Regions from separate parts of the Mus musculus genome. Here region 1 is linked to region 2. A link is a contact called in public promoter capture Hi-C data. All regions are on one chromosome and are shown on one strand. Each heading gives the region's core, a stretch centred on a gene start, on an enhancer-like site or on the middle of the called end of the contact. The rest is flanking DNA. Distances are from core to core; before and after follow the strand shown.

Evidence for each region. Capture Hi-C pulls out chosen DNA fragments and counts their contacts.
Region 1: a contact with region 2 is called in a promoter capture Hi-C map of adipose tissue. The contact joins two enhancer-like sites. A contact is called at or near these places in 1 of 15 datasets of contacts at CTCF or cohesin (the NIH/3T3 cell line), 4 of 484 Hi-C or Micro-C datasets (the C2C12 cell line, brown adipocytes, nephron progenitors and 1 more), 4 of 115 datasets of contacts at active chromatin or transcription factors (the SCID.adh cell line, bone marrow-derived macrophages, cardiomyocytes and 1 more) and 3 of 9 other capture datasets (adipose tissue, liver and pancreatic islet).

What each region holds. Positions count from the first base shown.
Region 1 is chr10:12,821,062-12,827,584 of GRCm38.p6, reverse strand. The region is part of intron 1 of Utrn (utrophin); the gene reads left to right. Among named protein-coding and RNA genes, the nearest start is that of Utrn, 37 kb to the left of the region's middle. Within about 2 kb of position 3,959, at least 47 of the 459 cell types and tissues checked have an H3K27ac peak or open chromatin away from gene starts, as enhancers often do. A contact at or near this core is called in adipose tissue, where this site is marked.
Region 2 is chr10:12,752,157-12,758,674 of GRCm38.p6, reverse strand. All of the region lies in intron 2 of Utrn (utrophin), which reads left to right. Among named protein-coding and RNA genes, the nearest start is that of Utrn, 110 kb to the left of the region's middle. Within about 2 kb of position 3,549, at least 18 of the 459 cell types and tissues checked have an H3K27ac peak or open chromatin away from gene starts, as enhancers often do. A contact at or near this core is called in adipose tissue, where this site is marked.

The DNA.
Region 1 (6,523 bases), core at 2,710-5,209, 68 kb before region 2:
GGTTGGCCAGGCTGCACTTGGCATTTTATTCAAGAATATTTGTCATCCTGATGGGACAGGAGTCCTTTACCTTTCAGTCAGAGAGCAGGTATTATTTAGTACTTTCGCGGATAGATCCCTAAAAGCTTTAGGGATTCATATGGATTACCAGGGGCTAAACATTTAATTGCAAAACCGAGAGAGACCAGATTGCAAAATTTGTAAGAAACTCTCTTGCAAGAGTTAGAAACTGGGAGAAAAGTATTTGCTGGTCTGAAGTTCCTTAATGTCTTTGCTCAGTCAGTTTTGTCTTTGGCTTGAATGAACAGGGAAGCCTAAGGTGGCAGGAGAGGCGAGGTACGGGTGTGTGTGTGTGTGTGTGTGTGTGTGTGTGTGTGTGTGTGTGTGCTTGCCTTTCTGTTTGCTGAACCATTAGCCCTGTGGTGTTTGTAGAAATTTGTGCTTTGCTGGCCTAGGCAGATAAGGGCTGTCACAAGTCTGGGTTTTTAAGGCGACAGACTCAATGCCTGGCAGAGGCTCTGAGGTACACACCAGGATTGGGCTCTGCTCAGAGGCAAGAATGTAACCAATCTGGTCTGGGCAGTTGGGGAGGGACTCATCTCTCCTCACTCCCATATACTTTGGCCCTGTTTTTCAATTTGACTGCATCAAAGCCAGGTCTCCCTTCAGCCGAGGGGGACGTGCATCTTCGTGACTCCACAGAGCATGTACTGCTGGCTTGGGAACTGAAACCACATTTGGAGGGCATGCTGTGCCAGGGAGAAATGGAAGAGACATCTGTGGCCACAGATGGAGCCAGCAGAGAGTCACAGGCAGGTAAAGGAGACTCGCCCGGAATGGTGCGGTTGCTTGGATATTTTTGTTCATAGGAAGTAAACGGAGGCACTGTTCAGTCAGACAAAAATTGGTATGACAGATTCTAAATGATTTGGTTTTTGGATGGCCGGTTCCTGTAGTTTTATTTTGAAATGTGTCAGTTTTAAAGGAAGGATTTGACGTCACTTATTAAAAGACATCTTGGAACCACGATTCACTCGGTTGACCAGACTTCTTGTCCTTCTGGTCTGCCACTTACTGCCTATCTGTTGAATGTGTGGAGGGATTTGCCCAGAAGTGTCTGTTCTATGAGAATCCTGTTTGGGTAAGAACCTCACTAGCTCCTCCCAACCCCCAAATCTTCAGTGGGTAAAGGGGATTAACGGTGGCACCAAGTCTCCAACAAGGGTGTCTTGAATAAACACCCACCCCTGTATCCACTTAGCTTGTCTATTTCTTCCTGGTTTGTTTTCTTAGTGACTTGCCATTTGTTTAATCTCTGCTGGTGCTAAATTTTGTGATGGGCTTCTTGAAAACATAAATACTGAGAGATCCCTTCTCACAAGCTTGGAACTGCAGCCCTGTGTGGCTGTGTAGTACGGTAAGAGACAAGTTCTGAGGTTTATACTAGGTTGGGCCCAGCAGTCACATGGGACACAGATTGGAACTCTCCTGCCTCGGGGAAGATCAGGCAAAGAATGTTTCCCAAACAGTGGATGTTTGAGATATCAGAGGAAAGTCTAGAAGAACACTAGGCCTATGGGAACATATGGGTGAGGACACATCTTCAGTTAAGTGTGTGTGCCCATGAATCACGTGGTGAGGTGATGGTTTCCAGTCTGCGATGTGCCTGTTCTCTCTGCCTACTGCTCCATCCAGCTACATGGGTGGGCTTTTGGCTCCATGGTTAGTGCGCTCTGTGGTCTGCCTCTCCTGCCTGTTAAGCTGGTCCTTAGCCCTTAGCTCGCTCCCTCTCCATCTCCGTCCTGACTCCCTCCAGGGTGGACTGTGCCCTGTAATCCTCTGCCTCATGCCTGCTGGTTTGCTTCAGGGCACCTGCCAAAGTTGCTTCTCGTGTTGTTTAATGCAGGCTTCTTGGCCTTCCAGGTCTTGTTCTCTGCGCTTTGGAGAGTGTCTGTCCTTAGGGTGACAGATCCTGGGGATGAAGGAGTCAAGAGATGTCGTTCAAGAAGCAAAAGCACTCTTTTTTGTTTGTTTGTTTGTCTTCTTGTTGTTGTTTTTTTCGAGACAGGGTTTCTCTGGGTAGCCTTGGCTGTCCTGGAACTCACTTTGTAGACCATGCTGCCCTCTTACTTAGAGATCTGCCTGCCTCTGCCTCCCAGGTGCTGGGATTAAAGGTGTGCGCCACCACTGCCCGGCCGGGCAAAAAGCACTCTTTATTCGTTGAAATTTGGGGCTGTTCTGATGTAGGCACCAAGGACTTTCACTACGATCTTATTCAGGACCTTTGGGTGTGACCTCAGTGGGGTTATTCTGGAACTATTTGAAAAAGTTAAGTGTTAAAAAAAAAAAATCCAAAAATGCAAGGAACAGAGAAACACTCTTTGGAATAATTGTTATAAACAGAAGGTAAATTAACAGTTTCAAAGAAAATGACATGGTGAGATTCTTTAGATACAATCATACTTTATAATATTTTATAGTTGCTTCCCACATTTTATTTAGTTTTCTGACATGGCCTGGTGGTGTTGCTTGCTGACTTATTCTTGTCCGTGCTCCAACGACGGTACTGTATTCCTATAATTAATATCATTATAATTTAACCCAATTAAACCCTTTACATTGCATAATTAGTAGTGATGTTCTCACGCTGATAGCATTTCTTTATCCCAGTAACAGACATTTGAGGGGTCAATACCATCATAACATTTCTCCACTCCTTCTGTCGGATTTTGTTGTTGTTATTTTTTCTTTGTATTTGTTTTTTGAAAACAGGATTTTCTGTATAGCCCAGTCAATGTTCACTGAGCTCGTAGGGTGGCCTCCTTCTGTGACCTTTCTGCCCCCTCACATCCCAAGTACTGGGACTGCAGACCTGCCCTGCCACAACAGCTTCTCTGACAGCTTTTAGATCTTACCAAATAGCTTCGTTTCTGAGAACTAGAAGTAGATGGCTTAATGACCGTGACTTGTCACTTGGCTTCTAACTGATGACGGTTGCCCTACACTGTTAGCTCAAGGGATGGCAAGCTGGCTATCTCTGGGGAGGCTATGTTCCCAGGCATGTCTCTTGCCCTCTGTCTCTGCTTCCCAATTTGTGTTCTCTTTTTGGGAGAATGGAAAAACAAACAAAAAACAAACCAGAAACTTAAAATGTTTTTATTCATTGTTTGAGAATTTCATTCAATCTATTTTCATCTTGTTCCTCATCCTGACCCCTCCAAGATTAGCCTCACGTCCCAACTCCCTCCTGCTCATGTCCTTTAAAAACTGCATTTATGTCCTACTTTGGGGGTGAGCTTTGGCTCTCTTTATTGTGGAGAGCATTTTCTGCTCCCCTCTTGCTTCACTCCCGTTCACTCTCACTCACTAGGTAGCTATGGATTGCTTACCCAGCATGCACCAGTCGCTAGGCCTTAAAGATGGTGTACGACGGATGACTAGTGTCTCGGCTGTTTTACGGTCAAGTGTGTTTCAGGCGGCTACACGGGAGAACTTAAATTGTGGTCTGTTTGGTGTGGCTGGAGGACGGTGGCACTTTCCACTTCTGACATCATTGCCTAATGTCAGGCTTCTGGGCTTGGCTTTCTGCCCTGCTGAGGTGAAAGGCGCTCAGAGACTTCATATTTCCCCAGAGGCACACACCTGTTGCTGACTCTTCTTGAATATGAAACCCACAGCCTAGAGTCACTTTCTTTGGTTTCTCTTTCCTCTCTGCTCTTTCAGGTGCCATTGTGGGGTGGGGTGGGGGTGGGGTGGGGGTGGGAGTGGGGGTGGGGTTGTGGGTTTCAGGGAGTGACTTGGAGAAGAGCTGGCCAACATCACGGGTCCCTCAGGTCTGTGACTTAAATGCATTCAGGGGTAGTAAGGCTGTCCGTCATTGTCCTTCTGTCATGACAGTCCACAGCTAGTGTTTGTGCTGGAGGTCAGGGGTGGCACTGGCTCTGGCAGCTGCTGCCACCTGACACCTGGACTTGTAGTGCTTTGAGGAACGTCTATTTCCTCTTGGCATCAAATGGTTTTTGGCCGTGGCCGTGAGTGAGGAAAGGAAGTATTGTATAGTATCATTTACTTTCATAAAAATAGCTTTGGACTCTCTGGGCTTCCTGTGAGTCCAGTCAGTGCCTTTGGAGCCAGGGAGCTGCCTTCGAGGGCAAATGATCCGGCAGAATGGAGCGGTACCAGGCTGGGCCACAAAGGAAGAAAAGAACACTTAAGTTGGCTGTTCTCCTTGCTGTCATGAAACCTTACATACCTCATCTTTCAAGTGGGAGTCAGAGTCCTGACACAGCGTAACCTGTAAGAGGGCCATGGGCATCAGTGGCAGTCAGTGTCAATGAACAGTGAAGGCCAGCCATCCCTCAATCTGGGCACCACCTGACTTATATGCTAAGGACTGAGCCGGAGCATTCGTTGCTGTAGCTTGCCATTGGATTGGCATCCAGCTGGAAGTGATCTGAGCCCAATATTCTTAATTTCAGAATCAACTTTGTTATACTTACTGTATTTATACTTTGTTGGCCAGACAGCCTTACTCACAGATATTCCCCAGGGGAGAAGACTTTACTGGCGAGGGTACAGACTGGCAAGCTTGGGGAATGTCTCGCTTGCTGGAGGGGCTGCCCTGGGCCTGCAGGCCTGTCTCTCGTTTCTTCTTTGAATCTCTGTGTTTTCTCCTTGCTAACCCTGCCCTCTGATCTTCTTTCTCTATTCTGCCTTTCTCTTCATGCTGATGATCACTCTCATCACAGGCCAGCTCTGTGCTTCTCCTTTAGCAGAGCTCGTTACAACCTCTTTTTCTCAGCCACTGCCTTTCCTTGTTCCTTTTGCAGCCTCTGGCTACTCGGTCCCAGGACTTGAGCTGCTCCTTGCAGTAGGGACACAGCAGGTGCCATGATACCTGTGGCCTGCAGACTGAGTCCCTTGGCTGGCCTGGGAACCAGCTCTTTCAGGGCTGTGGTGCACAGAAGAGAGCAATCCTCTTTCCTCTCCAAACCTATTGGTCGAATGAGCAGCCCACATCACCTGGATACTGGGAACTTGTTGCTGAGTGTCCTGATTTGGAGATACTGAATCGAGAACTAACACTTGTCCTTTCTGTCCCTCATTTGGACACTTTCTTGTGACTCTTCCACATTGTGTTAGAAACTGCAAGGGCATGGTCTGGGACAATAGTCAGTCAGTAAAGTGCTTGCCAGGGTCAGGTCTTGAATTTAATTACCGGAAATTATTTGAAAAAGTCTGAGTGTGCTAACACACATTTGTAATCTCAGGGCAGAGGAGGCAGAGACGGGAGCATCCCTGGGCTTCCTGGCCAGCTAGCTTAGATGAATTCCAGCAAGGGCCCTTTCTCACAAAAACAAAGTGGACAGTGATCTGGGAAGATACTTGAGGTTAATTAACCTCTGGGCTTTATGCACCTGCACCCAGGAAAACACACACACACACACACACACACACACACACACACACACACACACAGATACACAGATAGACAGACAGACAGACACATGAGACACACAGATGCACACACACATATATAAACAGACACACAGACAACACACAAGACACACATGCACACATATACAAAGAGACAGACAGAGACACACACAGAGACAGACACACACGGACACACATACATAGACATATATAGGCAGACACATACTCTATCATGTATACAGACAGACATACACAGAGAAACTGACAGATAGACACAGATAGACAAACACACACACACATACAGAGACATAAATGCAGACACAAATTCACATACATAGAAGACAGACACAGAGACGCAGGCAGGTGTACACACACACACACAGACACACACACACAGACACACACACACAGACACACACACACACACACACTACCAGATGGCAAATACCTCTGGTTCCTTTCCCAGGGATGACCCTGTCTAGTTATTACCTGGGTTTTTTTCACTTTCCCCTCAGTTCTGGCCCTAACTGTCATAAATAGATGCTTATCTCATTCTCAGTGGAGAGAAATGATGACACACAAGAGTCCGAGTGGGTGGAGTGTCCATGTTTGGACGAGACCGTCTCTGTGTTAGCAGCTGCAGGCTGGCTCTTCGATGACTCACATGTGTTAATCCCCGTATCTTCTGAAGAGAGAGCACCCTCGGATTTGCATGGGGACATTTGCACAGGGAAAGAAACAGTCCTGTGGCCAGGGTTGACGTGCAGACAACTGTGCCTGGTGGACTGTAGTGGATGGTGCCCATGGAAGCCGGTTTGTAAGCAGGGATAGAGTTGCCTTTTGGACGGGGCAGCTGATAGGGCTGGGTCTTTGAGGCAGACTTCAGTATTTGCACAGGCAATGTGAGCGGGTGCCAGTAGTTAGGAACTGGGGAAATTAGTATGTTTAGCTGCAGAGAGTCAGTGGGGAGACAGGCAGTGGCAGGTGACAGTGGGGTAGTGTTCTGAGCAACCCTATTTGAACCCATAGGCTGGTGGGCATCATTTGGTCAGGTTTCCCGTTGGGTTTTGTTATCGAGGATAATAAA
Region 2 (6,518 bases), core at 2,300-4,799:
TAAACACCCCTGGTCATCATTGCCTTGTAGTGTCCGGGAGTATAGCTGTGCAGGAATGTTAACAAAAACCCATGAGGCACCACTAATTTGTGAATTCCCTGCTCTCTGCTACACATTTCCAAATAGAAATAAGCCCTCTTGAGACTGTTGCATGGTGTGTAAAACCATGCAACAAAGTTTTGGACTTTCTAGTTGTTGGAGTCTGATTTGCATGTGGCTCTCCCAGGGGAGACAGGGAAGCTGTTGGGCAATGTGTCCTGACTTGGAGCCTGCGCTTTCTTTGGCTCACTTTCAGAGCTGCTCATCTGGCAGAGCCGAGAGACTACAAATTACAGAAGCTCTTTCATCAGTGCAGTTAGGGGAAGAATATGCAAACTTGAAAATGCAGAAAATGCATGTTTCTGCTTTCCTCCTTTTGAAAAGACAAATTCCCATGGGTAACAATTGCAGACTCGAAATCTATATCCACTGAACAGGAGGCAGGGCTGTGAAGCATGGAGCCTGGATTCTGGTGTGAGTTGCTGCTCACATGCAGTTGCCCTTTAAACAGTCTGGGACACGGATGTGTGTGCTCTGCTGTTTTCTGCTCCTTGAATCTTGGGAGTTAATAGTCATAAAAATGGGATCTGGAAAAGAAGATGCTACAGAATGTGTGGTCAGAGCAGCTGGGAGCACCATCCCCCTGGAGATGGTTCATCTCCTTGTGAGTACTACCAGAGGCACTGCAGGCTTCCTTGAGCTGAACCATGTGCTACCCATTGGTTTTGATACTCATTTCATGTCAACAGAGCTAATTATTTTAAGAGCTGTATGTACTTCCTCCTCCTCCTCCTCCTCCTCCACCACCTCCTCCTCCTCCTCCTCCTCCATTTATGAGTACACTGTAGCTGTCTTCAGAAACACCAGAAGAGGTCATCAGATCCCATTACAGATGGTTGTGAGCCACCATGTGGGTGCTGGGAATTGAACTTGGGACCTTTGGAAGTGCAATAGGTGTTCTTAACTGCTGAGCCATCTCTTCAGCCTCATATGTCCTCTTCTTAAAAAGACATTTCAATTTTTATTAATTCCCAAATACCAATGAGAAAAAATAAACAATAAAATATTCTCTATATTCTTGACCACCATCTTTAGGATACTCTGGTGGTACTTTTGTAAGCTAGCTAGCTTTCTTTCTTGCTTGCCTCCTTTTGCCTAAATTCTAATTGATTTATTTTTAATTAAAAAATTAGGTTTTGTTTTATTTCGTGTGTGTGTGTGTGTGTGTGCTCACATGACATGGAGATCAGAAGACAATGTGTTGTATCACTTCTTCCCTTTGACCATATGGGTCCTGAGGACAGAATTCAGGTTTTCAGTCTTGGCTGAACATGATTTTGGATAAAAGCATTTGAGCTATTAGCTGACCCCATGTGACATTTTTTAAGAATTACATTTTCATTTAAGTGTGTGTGTATGTGTGTGTGTGTGTGTGCGTGACAGAGCACACACATGTTGTCATGAAGGCGTCCATGTGTGTGTATACTTGTGTACTGGTCACAGAGTTTACAATTCCTTAAGAGACTCACTATTGACTAACCCTATATTTCCTTTGGATGTGGCCCTGCCCTACTTGGTGATTGCCTGTCATTCATCTTACGACTCAGTATGCCTGTAGACAAGACTTACTTGCCTGGTGTGATGGTCTAGAAAATTACCAGTGCTGCACAGGCCAATTCAGATTTTCAACTTGTCTTTTAAACAGGAAGCCCTGCCAAACAGCGAGTCTTGATTTCTGCATGGTCATGCTGTGCTGGCACAGAGCAGGGAGCACCTGCTGACTGTCCATGTGTGACGGATGCCCATCAGACATGCTTCCCTTCATCATGTCATCACATGTGTGAAGCCTGCTCCCTACAGCTGCCTCTACCTCTCCTTTTGCTTAGCAATGATTGGTAGCATCTTTGCCCAGATGCTTTTAAATGCAGTCGCACTCATGTTCCAGGAAATAGTACTGATGTTGCAGTTCTCTTGTCAAAATGGTGGGCCCAGGGCTGGTACTGAGATTGTCCAAAGATGGACTAGTAGAAAAGGATGAGAGTGGGGGCCAGTCCTAATTAGGCAGTCTAGGACTACAGCCATCATGCTTCTGTTTATTAGGCTTTGAAAGAAAAAGGAGATTCTTAGAGTGATGGCTTGGTGGTTAAGAACACTGGCTCCTCCTACAAAGGTCTACAGTTTGGTCCCCAGCTCACAACAATTCTGGGAGATCCATTGCCCAGTTTTGGCCTCCATGGGAACAGCATGCATGTGGTTCACAGACCACATAAAGGCAAGAGACCCATACACATAAAATAAAGTAAAAATAATTTAAAAAGTAAAATGGGACATAAGTGTTATCTTCCCCCCAAGTTCAAGATTGCTTTTCTGTACCGTTTTGTGTTTATTAGTAAGTAATGAAAATGGTCCCATAAGGAGACTGGAGAGAGTGACGTGAACTCAGCATTTTGCCAGGACTAAGGCACAAAGGGGATATTCACCAAATATTTATGTGATTGGGTTATTAAACTGTATTTTCTCTGCCAAAGAAGTTGCTGCAAGTCAGTCTTTGCACAGATTTAAATGTGAGGTTGATGTTCAAGATGAATCAGTCCTTATTTTTATTAAAAGATGACTTTTGACATTTCTAGACTTGTTCCCAGAGCCGATGTTTACAGCCCACATCACAAAAAACACCAGAGATGCTTTACAGTGGGCTGCTGGGAAATGGTGCCTTAGTTTAGTACAGTGTGGTGATTTATGCTGTTGTTCTGAGAAGTTGATATCTATCTATATATTCATATATCTATATATTCATATATCTATATCTATAATCTATACCTATATCTATATCTACAGCTACATCTATAATCTATGTCTATATATCTGTATCTCTCTAGATTTCAATCTCTACTAATTTATATCTCTCTATATCATCTACATTTCTGTCTATCTTTATCCCAATCCTGCAATTAAAATGCTTGCTCCCCTGTTTACTGCATTGTATGCCTTGGTAATATTTATTGGCTCAAATGTTGAGAAGATGGACTTGGAGCCAGGTTTTGTAAGATCAGATCCTGGTTCTGTCTCTCACTTGTTATGCCACCTTTAGGTCTCAGTCTCTTCAGTTGTAAAATGGGAATGTTGAAGCTGTTCCCTTTAGACCACTTAGGAGGAAAGAATATGTATAAACAATGAATCTAAATCCATACAATTCTCAGAACTTAACCTATGCACACAGTAAATGCTGACTGTTATTGTGTTAGAACATTTTACTATGTCACTGTGTGGTTTTGCATGGTCTTCAAGTTAAAATCATTTTTATATTTACAGAGGAGCAACATATTATCTTATAATTTGTGTTAATGCTATGAAATTTGGACTTCAGTGTTCATGAAATTAGAACAAAGTTGTCTTTCAGTTGGCTTACTCATTCTTGTATGATTAATGACTGTTTTCCCATTACAACAGAGCTGAGTAGTTTCAACAGAGACCACACAGCCAACAAAGTCTAAAATATGTACTGACCTGTCCTTACATAAGAAGTGTTCTGCCCTCCTGTGTAGAACAAGGACCCTGCTTACACACCAGCTACTTGTACATATTGGGCGGGGACATGTCCTCTTGGGTACTACTAGTCCTTTCTGTATTTATGTGGAACATTTGGAAGTTGCATGTGTCAGGGATATTTAGTGTTTTGTAATGACAGTCTAAGTGTGCGCTGAGTGTACACACTTGGATATGTGTGTCTGTGTGTGGGTGCATGCATGTGTTAATTTTCTTTTCTTGTAGTGCTGGGGGTTGTATCCTGGGCATTGTAATTGCTAGGCAAACCTATCAGTGGACTACATCTCTGGCTCCTGCTCAGGCTGAGTTTGGACTTTCTGTGTAGACCAAAAATTGTAGTTCTCCTCTTGCATGCTGGGATATGTGCCGTGGTTGTGGGTTCCATGTATGTTTTTCCCCCAGCACATTTTCAGTCCGTGTCCTATTGCTAAAAATATATACACACAGGTGTGTAGAGTTTCTTACTCTCACAGACAGTTCCTTCTTCAAGGAGTCAAAAGTATTTAAAACTCCCAAAGACGGTGTGACTAAGAAGCTGCCGAGTCTACAGAGTGAGATCTAGGATAGCCAAGGTGCAAAGGGAGACCTTTTCTCAGAATGAAACAAAACTGAAATCAAAAACCAAAAACTCGGCGGATAAACTACCAAGAAAAGAACCTGCCTTTTCTAGTGTTTTGATGCTGAGGCAGCTCGTTAACATTTTCCTGGGAGACAGTGCTCTGGACAGAGCAGAGAAGAACCAGGGAACGGCCATGCCTGTGCTTAAAGGACAGGAACGAACTAGTCTCAAGTAGAGTATTTTAATATTTTTCACCATTTTAATTGTAGGAATGGGTGGAAACTAGTACTGTGGTTTAAAGATTGATGGCTTGCTGACAGAATACTTGCCTGTCCTTGGGGGAATGGTTTTGGTGCTGGGTAACTGGATCCAGGGGCCTGAGAGTTTGACAGAGCACAGAAGCTTGCTTGTTGATTGAGACAGCATTTTTCTGTGTAGCCCTGGCTGTCCTGGAACTTGCTCTGTAGACCAGGGTGGCTTTGAACTTACAGAGATCCACCTGCCTCCCGAGTATTAGTTAAGGCCATCACTCACACATAAGTTTTACAGCACAGATTTTGATGAGTTCCTTGTGAGAGTCTAGGCACCATCTCTTACTCTCTCCAGCGGAGCCCCATCACCTTCCTTGTCTGCCATTCTGCAGGGATTTGGGGTTCTTTCTTAGAGAATTGACTGCCAGTGTACCACACCCATGTGTGGGAACATGGAGGGAAGGGCACACATTCACAGCACATTCTGTATAGCTTGTCGTCAGTGATCGTCTGAGATTGAGAAACAGAAGGAAGAAACTGAGCTGTCGTTACCATGAGCCTTCTGTTTAAGGGAAAGGGGTACTCTGGTCATCCTTGCGTTTATATTTGACTTTTACAGGGACAGAACTGCATCTTCATGGTTTTTTTTCCCATCAGAATATTCTAGAGGAGCCTTTCTTAAACTTGTTGCCTGTTAAACAATTGGACTATTTGGACGTGAGGGAAAAAGAGTGTGCCATTAATGGCAACTTTTAGAAGTCTTCGTTTGCAATGGAGCCTTTCTGGCATCTGTGTTATTCCTACATAGGTGTCTGTGTGAATTGTTTTTGAATAGGAAAGGTTCCCACAAGTGACCATTTCTGTGAATTTGGGACTGGGAAGATACTCATTCCATAAATCCCCTCAGATATTATCGAAAATGTATGGTTCTTTCAGAGAAGATTATTTTATGTGTCTGAATGTTTTGCGTGCATGAATGTATATACACCATGTGTATTCCTGCTGCTTGAACAGTTCATAAGAGGGCTTTGGGTCCCCTGGATCTAGAATTGTGGATGGCTGTGAGTCACCACATGGGTACTGGGAACCGCACCTGGATCCTCTGCAAGAGCAACAAGTGATTTCAATTGCCAAGCCATCTCTTCTGCTTCAATAGTACTTTTTATAATAATAGAAAGCATGAAGGTTTTGCTTGTGGTATAACTGATAATAATACTGGGTTAACCATTTGAAGTTTTTGTTTTGTTTTGTTTTGTTTTTTCGAGACGGTTTCTCTGTATAGCCCTGGCTGTCCTGGAACTCACTTTGTAGACCAGGCTGACCTCGAACTCAGAAATCCGCCTGTCTGTGCCTCCCGAGTGCTGGGATTAAAGGCGTGCACTATCATGCCCAGCTTCCATTTGAGTTTTTAACAAACAAGTGAGTGTGTAAAGACCAGGTAACATGACTAAAGTTTGTGGCTAGTGTACAGCACAACCTGCTTGTGTCAAAGGACACTGATAGATATCAACAATTATCTGATATGGGGAAATAATGGAATTTGCTTCACTTTATAATAGGCTTTTACATATTATTTTGTTGTACGTTGGAAAGTGAATGCTAGTAGGTGGCGGTCCCCTAGATAACTCATTCTGTTCTATGGACTTGACCTCTTATCTTTCTCTTTGCTGCGTAAGACATGAGAGAGGATTGAGCTCTGTGTGAGCTCAGGAGAGGAGCCTCGAAGACAGGCTGTTAACAAGGGCTTGTCCACCCTTTGCTTTGTTGATAGTTCAGAAGTCTCCAGTGTCTCTCGAAAGTGGCATCTGAGCTCATCTAGTCTGCTTGTTGCTGTAGTTGGTAGAGATAATCTATGTGTCTACAACACGGTGGCAAACCGAAGAGATAGCTGTATTTCAGAGACAGGGTCCAGCTTATTCCCCACTGTTTCTGTGGTGGGCCACATGTTCCCTCCTAGAGCCTATGAACTTTTAAGATACATGCTAAGAATTCTTAACAGATTGCACACTATAGTTATTCAAAACCGAGTAAGAATTCAGTAGGAGGATCAGGGAACCCTTCTTTTCTTGTCTCAAATTTAAAGTCTTGCTTCATATAGTTTTTTTTTTTTTTTAAGTGATCAC